Regions from separate parts of the Sus scrofa genome. Here regions 1 and 3 are each linked to region 2. Evidence: chromatin contacts called from public HiChIP or PLAC-seq data. All regions are on one chromosome and are shown on one strand. Each heading gives the region's core, a stretch centred on a gene start, on an enhancer-like site or on the middle of the called end of the contact. The rest is flanking DNA. Distances are from core to core; before and after follow the strand shown. Region 1 has its middle 50 kb from the start of GRAMD2B. Region 2 overlaps ALDH7A1 (alpha-aminoadipic semialdehyde dehydrogenase). Region 3 overlaps LMNB1 (lamin-B1).

What was found. HiChIP or PLAC-seq counts read pairs in DNA pulled down with a chosen protein or histone mark.
Region 1: a contact with region 2 is called in an H3K27ac HiChIP or PLAC-seq map of alveolar macrophages. The contact joins two enhancer-like sites. A contact is called at or near these places in 2 of 47 Hi-C or Micro-C datasets (both in liver) and 1 of 2 datasets of contacts at active chromatin or transcription factors (alveolar macrophages).
Region 3: a contact with region 2 is called in an H3K27ac HiChIP or PLAC-seq map of alveolar macrophages. The contact joins two enhancer-like sites.

Annotation. Positions count from the first base shown.
Region 1 is chr2:129,498,436-129,501,399 of Sscrofa11.1, reverse strand. No RefSeq gene overlaps it. Among named protein-coding and RNA genes, the nearest start is that of GRAMD2B, 50 kb to the left of the region's middle. Within about 2 kb of position 1,334, at least 2 of the 83 cell types and tissues checked have an H3K27ac peak or open chromatin away from gene starts, as enhancers often do. A contact at or near this core is called in alveolar macrophages, where this site is marked.
Region 2 is chr2:129,680,531-129,683,447 of Sscrofa11.1, reverse strand. It overlaps ALDH7A1 (alpha-aminoadipic semialdehyde dehydrogenase), which reads left to right. Exons shown (of 18, transcript XM_013995069.2): 10 at 2,336-2,377. Among named protein-coding and RNA genes, the nearest start is that of ALDH7A1, 28 kb to the left of the region's middle. Within about 2 kb of position 1,302, at least 1 of the 83 cell types and tissues checked has an H3K27ac peak or open chromatin away from gene starts, as enhancers often do. A contact at or near this core is called in alveolar macrophages, where this site is marked.
Region 3 is chr2:129,848,438-129,851,476 of Sscrofa11.1, reverse strand. All of the region lies in intron 8 of LMNB1 (lamin-B1), which reads right to left. Among named protein-coding and RNA genes, the nearest start is that of LMNB1, 43 kb to the right of the region's middle. Within about 2 kb of position 1,771, at least 2 of the 83 cell types and tissues checked have an H3K27ac peak or open chromatin away from gene starts, as enhancers often do. A contact at or near this core is called in alveolar macrophages, where this site is marked.

The sequences.
Region 1 (2,964 bases), core at 85-2,584, 180 kb after region 2:
GACCCCCAGCAACAGCCCAGCCTGTCTCCTATTGTCTTCATACAGAGCAAGAGAGGGCCGTGATCATATAATCTACAGCCTTTCACTCTCCACTGCTATTGAGTAAGGTAACAATTCTTTTTTTTTTTTTTACTCTTAGGCATTAACTTTTTTTTTTTTTTTTGGTCTTTTCCGGGCTGCTCCTGTGGCATATGGAGGTTCCCAAACTAGGAGTCTAATGGGAGATATAGCTGCTGGCCTACACCACAGAGCAACATGGGATCTGAGCCTCATCTACAACCTACACCACAGCTCACGGCAACACCAGATCCTTAACCCACTGAGCGAGGCCAGGGATCGAATCTGCAACCTCATGGTTCCTAGTAGGATTTGTTAACCACTGAGTCAAGATGGCACCTCCTCTTAGGCATTAACTTTTTAGTGTTTTATTGTTAATTATAATATTTTAAAATGTCCTCAGTTCTTGGAGTTCCCCTTCATGGAGTTCAAAGGTCCCTTTCAAAAGTTCCCTTTGCAAAGTTCCCATTGTGACTCAGCAGTAACGAACCTTGACTGGTACCCATGAGGACGCAGGTTTGATCCCTGGCCTCGCTCAGTGGGTTAAGGATCTGGGTGTTACTTGAAGCTGTGGTATAGGTTACAAAGGTGGCTTGGATCTGCCATTGCTGTGGCTGTGGCTGTGGTGCAGGCCAACAGCTACAGCTCTGATTTGACCCCTAGTCTGGAAACTTCCATATGCTGTGGGTGTGCCCTTAAAAAAAAAAAAAAAATCTTCAATTCCTTGAATTTCAGGGATTTTTCACCCCATATTTTGCTACTGGATTCCAGGGCCAGCACATATTTTATTAACAGCCCAGATCCTTTGTGTTTGAATCTTTACAATGCCACTTCGTTTTCTAAACTGTAAAATGGGAATAATAATAGTATTTACCTAATAGGTATATTGGGAAAGGAAATTAGTTAATACTTATAAAGACTGAATATTTGCCTGGCAAATAATGAGAACTCAGTAAGTTGCCATAAATATTACTGCCAACATTTATAATTCTTTTAACCAACATGTATAATAAAATCGTAGGGCCTTTATAAAGTAACTAGTTGTATGTTTTCAAAAATTTAAAAATAGCCTAAGATATAATTTACATAGAGTCTATCTGTTCAAAGTGTATGATTTGGTGGTTTTTCGTTTATTTACCAAGTTACACAACCACCACCACCAGCTAATTTTGGAACATTTTCATCACTCCAGAAAGAAACCTTGTACCCAATGGCAGTTATTTTCCATTCCTCTGACTTCTCTTTTCTCTGCCTGTAGGCAACCACTAATCTGCTGATGCTCTCTCTCTTTATATATGAGACAATTCATTCTCAGCTCTAGAGAGAGGAAGTACCTACTCTGGATACTTCATATAAGTGGGATTATACTATATGTGATCTTTTGTGACTGGCTTCTTTCACTTAGCAGGTTCACAGGTTTCCGCCGTATAGTAGCATGTATCAGTAATTCATTCCATTATATGACCAAATAATATTCCACTGTATGCGTATAATTTTATTTATCCATTCTTGAGGTGATGGATATTTGAATTGTTTCCACATTTGAGCTTTATGAAAAATTCCGCTATGGAAATTTGTGCACAAGTTTTGTGTGAACATGTATTTTCAATTATCTTGGTTATATGCCTAGGGGTGAAATTGCTCTATTTAACTTTTTGAGGAACTACCAAACTGTTTTCCAAAGTGACTGCCCCATTTTACATTCCAGCCAGCAATGGCTGAGAGCTCCAATGTCACCACATGCCTGCCAACATTTATTATTATTATTATTTTTTGGTCATAGGCATTCTTGTGGATGTGAAATGGGGTCTCATATTTTTGATTTGAATCTTCCTAATGACAAATCATGTTGAGCATTTTTTTTCTGTGCTTATTGGCTATTTATCTCTCTTTTTTTTGGAGAAAAATCTATTTAATACTTTGCCCATTGGACTGTCTTTTTATTACTGAGTTGTATCCTTTATATATTCTGAATGTATTCATGTATATAGAATGTATATAGTCTCTTTTCTGATATATAAGTTGCAATACTTTCTCCTAGTCTATAGATTGTCTCTTCATTTCTTTTTTTTTTTTTTTTTTTTTTGTTGTTGTTGTTGTTGTTGTTATTGTTGCTATTTCTTGGGCCGCTCCTGCGGCATATGGAGGTTCCCAGGCTAGGGGTTGAATCGGAGCTGTAGCCACCGGCCTACACCAGAGCCACAGCAACGTGGGATCCGAGCTGCGTCTGCAACCTACACCACAGCTCACGGCAACGCCGGATCGTTAACCCACTGAGCAAGGGCAGGGACCGAACTCGCAACCTCATGGTTCCTAGTCGGATTCGTTAACCACTGCGCCACGACGGGAACTCCATTTCTTGATGATGTCCTTTGAAGCAAAAACGTTTTAATTTTGATAACATCCAATTTATCAGTCTTGTATCACTTGAGCTTTTTGTGTTGTACTTAAGGAATAGTTGCCTAACCCGAGGTTATGAAGACTTACTCCTATGCTTTTTCTAAGAGTTTTATAGTTTTAGCATTTATATTAGTGCAAGATCTTTGAGCCACTTTGAGTTAATCCTTGCCTGTGTTATCAGGTAGGGGTCCAAATTCATTATTTTGTACATAGTCCTAACACTTTTACTCTGTTGCCAAGTTTCCCTGATGGTGTCATTGAAAATGAATTGACCTTGAATTTTAGGGCTTATAACTATTTTATTTTTTATTTGTTTTTGTTTTTTAGGCCTGCATCTGCAGCATATGGAAGTTCCCAGGCTAGGGGTTGAATTGGAGCTGCAGCTGCCAGCCTGTATCACAGCCACAGCAACATTGGATCCTGAATCCACTAGCTGAGGCCAGGAATCGAACCTGCAGCTTCATGGATACCAGTCAGTTCGTAACCCACTAAGCCACAATGGGAACT
Region 2 (2,917 bases), core at 53-2,552:
TCCGAGCCCCTTCTGCGACCTACACCACAACTCACAGCAATGCCCGATCCTTAACCCACTGAGCAAGGCCAGGGATCGAACCTGCAACCTCAGGTCAGATTCGGTAACCACTGAGCTATGACGGGAACTCCTGATTGTTTTTTTTAGCCTTTTTCTAGGGCCGCACCCACAACATATGGAGGTTCCCAGGCTAGGGGTCCAATCAGAGCTGTAGCCGCTGGCCTACACATCAGCCACAGCATCGTGGGGTCCGAGCTATGACCTACACCATAGCTCATGGCAACACCGCATCCTTAACCCATTGATCGAGGCTGGGGATCGAACCTGCAACCTCATGGTTCCTAGTTGGATTCTTTTCCACTGCGCCACTATGGGAACTCTCCTGCTTGATTCTTTATGCTGTTTTTTGTTTTTCTGTTTTTAGTGCCACACCCGCAGCATATGAAGGTTCCCAGGCTAGGGGTCGAATCAGAGCTATAGCCGCCGGCCTGAGCTACAGCCGCCGGCCTACACCACAGCCACAGGAATGTGGGATCTGGGCTGTGTCTGCCACCTACACCATAGCTCACGTTAACATCTGATTCTTAACCCACTGAGTGAGGCTTGGGATCGAACCTGTGTCCTCAAGGATGTCAGATTCGTTTATGCTGAGCCATAGGAACTCTCCTTTATGTCTTTTTTTTTTTTTTTTTTTTAAATAATTTTCTACAATGAACACATAATTTTTAAACTTTGGTTGTTTTGGCTGCACCAATACCATCTAGGAGTTCCCGGGCTGGAATTAGGGATCAAACCTGTGCCACAACATTGACGTAAGCCACCGCAGGGACAACACTGGATCCTTAACCTCCTGTGCCACAAAGAACGTCCTTTTTTTTTTTTTTATTGTGATGAGAGAAATATATAACATAAAACATAGCATTTGTTTTGAAATATCTATCATAAACTTCTCGTTTTATAAGAAGTGGCATTAGGTACAGTTCTATTTGCATTCGCATTGTTGTGAAACCATCACCACCATCCATTTCCAGAACTTCATTGTCTTCCCAGCTCTACTCATTAAGACCCCCTTTCTTCCTTCTCTTAGCTCTTGGCAGCCAGCATTCTGCTTTCTGCGTCTTACGGATTTGGCTATTCTAAGAACCACTTAGAAGTAGAATCATATAGTAGTTATTTTTTGTGACTAGGTTATTTCACTTTTGTTATAGCATGTGTCACAACTTCCTTTTTAAGACTGAATAATACTCCAGTGCATGGCAGTTCTACTATTTGTTAGCCGTGCGTTTCTCAATATACACTTTGGTTTCTTCTGCCTTTTAGCTACTGTGAATAATGCTGCCACAAGTACTGTGCAGTCCCCCTTTGACTTCTTTGGGTTAAGTACCCACAGATAGAATTGTTAGATCATGTGGTGGTGTTTAATTTCTTAGGAAATTTTCATACAATTTTGCACTGTAACTGCACCGTTTCATACTAACTTGAGTTTGGGGGGATGTAATTTCGAACTTAGAGAAATTCCAAGGCTAACGCAAGGACTTCTTGTGTATCCTTCAAAGAGATTTACCAATTGCTTACATTTTGCCCCATTTTAAAAATCATTTTCTGGAGTTCCTGTTGTGGCGCAGCCCAAACGAATCTGACTAGGATCCATGAGGATGCAGGTTTGATACCTGGCCTTGCTCAGTGGGTTAAGGATCTGGTGTTGCTGTGGCTGTGGTGTAGGCCAGCGGCTGGAGCTCTGATTGGACCCCTAGCCTGGGAACCTCCATGTGCCGTGGGTGCGGCCCTTAAAAAAATAATAATTTTCTCTCTAGCAACATAAACATAAATACATAAATGTATACATATATGCTGTGAGGGCATATTATTTTTGAACCTTTTGAGAAAATTGAAGACATGGTATTCCTTTACCACTAAGTATTTTGGTATATTTCCCAAGAACAAGGACAGTCGTATAACCATGATAGAGTTATTAAAATCAGGAAACTTGATGCAGTGTTCATGCTAAATATTTTTCCTTGAGAAGCTTTCTTTCATCATTTTGGCCACCCTGCAGCATCTGGAAGTTCCTGGCTCAGGGACTGAACCCACACCACAGCAGCAACCCGAGCTGCTGCAGTGACAATGTAGGATCCTTAACCCTCCACCACAAGAGAACTCGGAGAAGTGTTTTTTTTTTGTTTTTTTTTTTTTACTGAGGTACAGTTGATTTATTCTCATGCTGTGTTTTAAATCAAGAAATAAAACAATTGGGATAGGTTATGGTTTGAGGCCATCTAGTTGTGCTCATTAACCACTGAAATAGGCACTCATTGGTGTTTCTGTATCTTTAAAGGGAGAAGTTTATTAGAACTTGGAGGAAACAATGCCATTATAGGTAAGGCTGCCCTTTCTTTTTTGTTTTCTGTTTAAAATCATTCTGAATACACAGAACTTGTGTAAGACCCTCCTTCTTTCTGCGTTATGTTTGTCTAATTCCCATGTTGAGGAATTTTCCTTGTGAAATAGGACACGATGGTTTGAAGGCAGAGGAACTAGGAGGACAAGGTGTTCATGTTTGGAAAATGTTACCTCAGGCTTAGAACTTGTGTGTGAGACTTGCAAGTATGGCATTGTTTCGTGTTTTTGCTGCTATTTTTGAAAACTTGCCAAGTTTCTCTAGAATAAGTAATTCCTATGTGACCTGCTGTTTCCAATATTCGTTTGTCTTTAGTGGAAAATTAAGTACTTCTGTACTGGGAAGGTAATTTATCATTTCCCTATAGCTTTGGAGGTTGTCTTTTTCCATTATTTGTCACAAAAGGAAATAGTCTACAGCATAACTTTTGGATAATGCAATGAACACCACTGGGTTGAGACGTCATGGAATCATGGATGTTGTGATTAAAAAAAAGGAGATCTTGCTAATGGTATATTG
Region 3 (3,039 bases), core at 522-3,021, 170 kb before region 2:
TATGGGTTTTATGAGCCACCGTCTGGGTTAGAACCTTCTGATCCCCTCCGATGGGATCCCCCAGCTCCCTAGGGCAGGCACTGAGGAGATGACTAACTTCTGTCAAAACTCTGCACCAGACAACCTATCTAGAACACTCTTGTGGGAAGTGGTATGTATCCAACCAGAGACAATATCACAATACCCCAGAGTGTCTGAGACTGAACTCTAAAAAGAATTTAGGAAACAGACAGGTCACCTACCATTTAATGGAAAATATTACTGCTACCAAAATGAACAAAACAAACAAAAAGAAGTATTTCCCTTCTCACAAGCATGGAAATTCTGCCACATTTTCAGTGTATTTATTGGCAGAATAATATTTTGCTAGAATGAAGGAAACCTGAGTCTGAAAACCTGGATTTGAATCATGGACATTACATGACACCTTGACAAACCTCTATGTCCTCATCTGTAGGGACACTTTGCTCTGGTCTTTCTAAGACCACATGAAAACAGATACCAAAGTTTTGCGCCCCGTAAGTTATTTTGCAATATAAAGGGCTATATGATGACAAAAGGAAGACTGCAGATGGGTACAAGCAGGTATTTTGTAAATGGCGAGAAAACCACATCAATTACTGAGTAGAAGAGACCCACTTCCTCTAAAGGTGCTCACTTGTAGCTTCCAGATCTTCCATCCACATTATAAATGGGAAGGGGCAAGAAACATTTACTAGGATAAAACTAAAAGAATTGGATCTGGGCCAACTTTCAGGTGACATGGATTGTTAACCTAATCTCAAGCTATACTTTTCACTAGACCACATGGAATCATACAGTTGGTTTACTTATTTTTCCTTTTTAAGGCCACACCTGCGGCGTATGGAGGTTCCCAGGCTGGGGTCAAATCAGAGCTGCAGCTGCTGGCCTGCAGCACAGCCACAGCCACACCAGATCCAAGCCGCATTTGCAACCTACACCACAGCTTGTGGTAACTCCGGATCCTTAACCAACTGAGCAAGGCCAGGAATCAAACCTGCATCATCACAGGTACTAGCTGGGTTCTTAACCCGCTGAGCCACAATGGGAACTCCTGGAATCATATTGTTGGTTTAGTGTTAATCACATAATGTCAATAACCTTACTGGGTAATTCAGTAGGTCCTAGGGCTGTGTTGTTCAATACGGCAGCCACATGGGCTTGTGAGCATTTGAAAGGTGGTTAGTTCCAACAGAGGTATGATGTAAGGTTAGCTCTAAGTATGAAGACTTGGTTCAAAAACAAAAAGAGTAAAATATCTAACAAAATGTTATACTGATCACATGTTGAAATAATAGTTTATGAGAAAATTTAAAATCACATATGTAGTTTCCTTATTTCTATCCTAGAGTTTTGAATTGATCTTTGCTACCGCCTTGCATTGTACAATTTAACGGAAAGATCACTTATGACTACCATGTTTCAAAGAGCTCCTTAACACATTTAATGCCAGCCACCAAAGGAAAAGAAAATGCATTACAGTATTTTACGTGAAAATTGAGTTCTCCACTAAACCTATAGAATATATATTTAGTCCCTGAGACACTATATCCAGGGGAAAAAGCAGATGATTGGCATAATGGTTTTATACCACTTTAAAGAGAGAGCACACTCAAATCTGAATCTTTGGAATTAAAATGTCAAACTCTTTCCACTACATTATGCAACTTCCATAAGACACGTAATAGGACTGAGCCATTTTCTCTCCTATAATAACTGCTAAAGAGAAGAAAAGACAGTGTGGTTAGGATATCTGTTCCCATTCTTACCCATTATTACAAAATTAGCATCTGATATTTTCACAATGTGGTGGCGAGTTCTACAAATATACTTTAAAAGAGAAGTTCTAACCTGTTAGAGCCTTTAATCTTAAACACTAAGGGAGGTTTCTATCAATCATAAAATTTTAAGACATGTGTTTAATATCCTTTTTTTTTTTTTTTTTTGGCTTTTTAGGGCCGCACCCTCCAATTCAATTAGGGGTTGAATTGGAGCTGCAGCTGCCTGCCTACAACACTACCACAGCAATACTGGATCCCAGCCATGTCTGCGACCTACACCGCAGCTCACGGCAACGCCAGATCCTCAACCCACTGAGGGAGGCCAGGGATCAAACCCGCATTTTCGTGCATACTAGTCAGATTCGTTTCCGCTGCCCCTCAACGGGAACGCCAAACATGTGTTTAATATTCTTAAAGAAGCAGCTATAAAAAGAAAGTCACTTCAGCATTCTTTAGGGAATGAAAACAGTAACCTGTTTAAAATCTGTATCAAAGTTAACATATTTTGTTTGCTACATCTACTTACTGAGTAAAAGTAAAGGAATCTTGTGTTTGCTCAATGAAGAATACTTCTCTAAAGTCAGCTCATGATTATTTAGGAACTATTACAGACGTGGCATTTCAGGACAGCAACGGAGAAAACAGAGTCAGAATGGCACAGGGTTCATCTCTCTCAAAATATCAACACCTCATATATTTGAAAGAAAAACCACGCTATCCTCGCTCGTGTATTAGGTTTAGAGACTGATACTTCGCAATAGTACTTATCACCTAGGAACTTCTGTTCAAAACACAGGTTCCCTGCCCCAACTAAGAGTGAGGAACGGCCTGGTCACCAGAAACACTCTCCAGATGACTGTGCTGCTTACCCCTAACAGGGCTAAAGCACCCCTAGTATTAACAGTTATCTCCTGACAGTTCTTTACGCCAAGCAGAACCTCCTGAACCACAGCAGGGCTACCACTATCAATCAAGAAGTAGCTATTCTGTTTTGTTTTCTGGGGAGCCAACAGGGAAGGAAGAGGAAGCTGCCTTCTATCCACTGAAGCAGACAAAAAGAACTCAAAGGTCAATTCTTTCGCTTTTATTAGTGTATTACCACTCTCAATCACATACAATTTTTAAAATGTTTAATAGCACTTGTAATTCCCTAATAATAACAAAAATGTTTTAAGGCCCATTCCTAAAATGTTTCTATTCAAGCCCAAATGGTTTTAATTACTTTAACTGTTGGTTA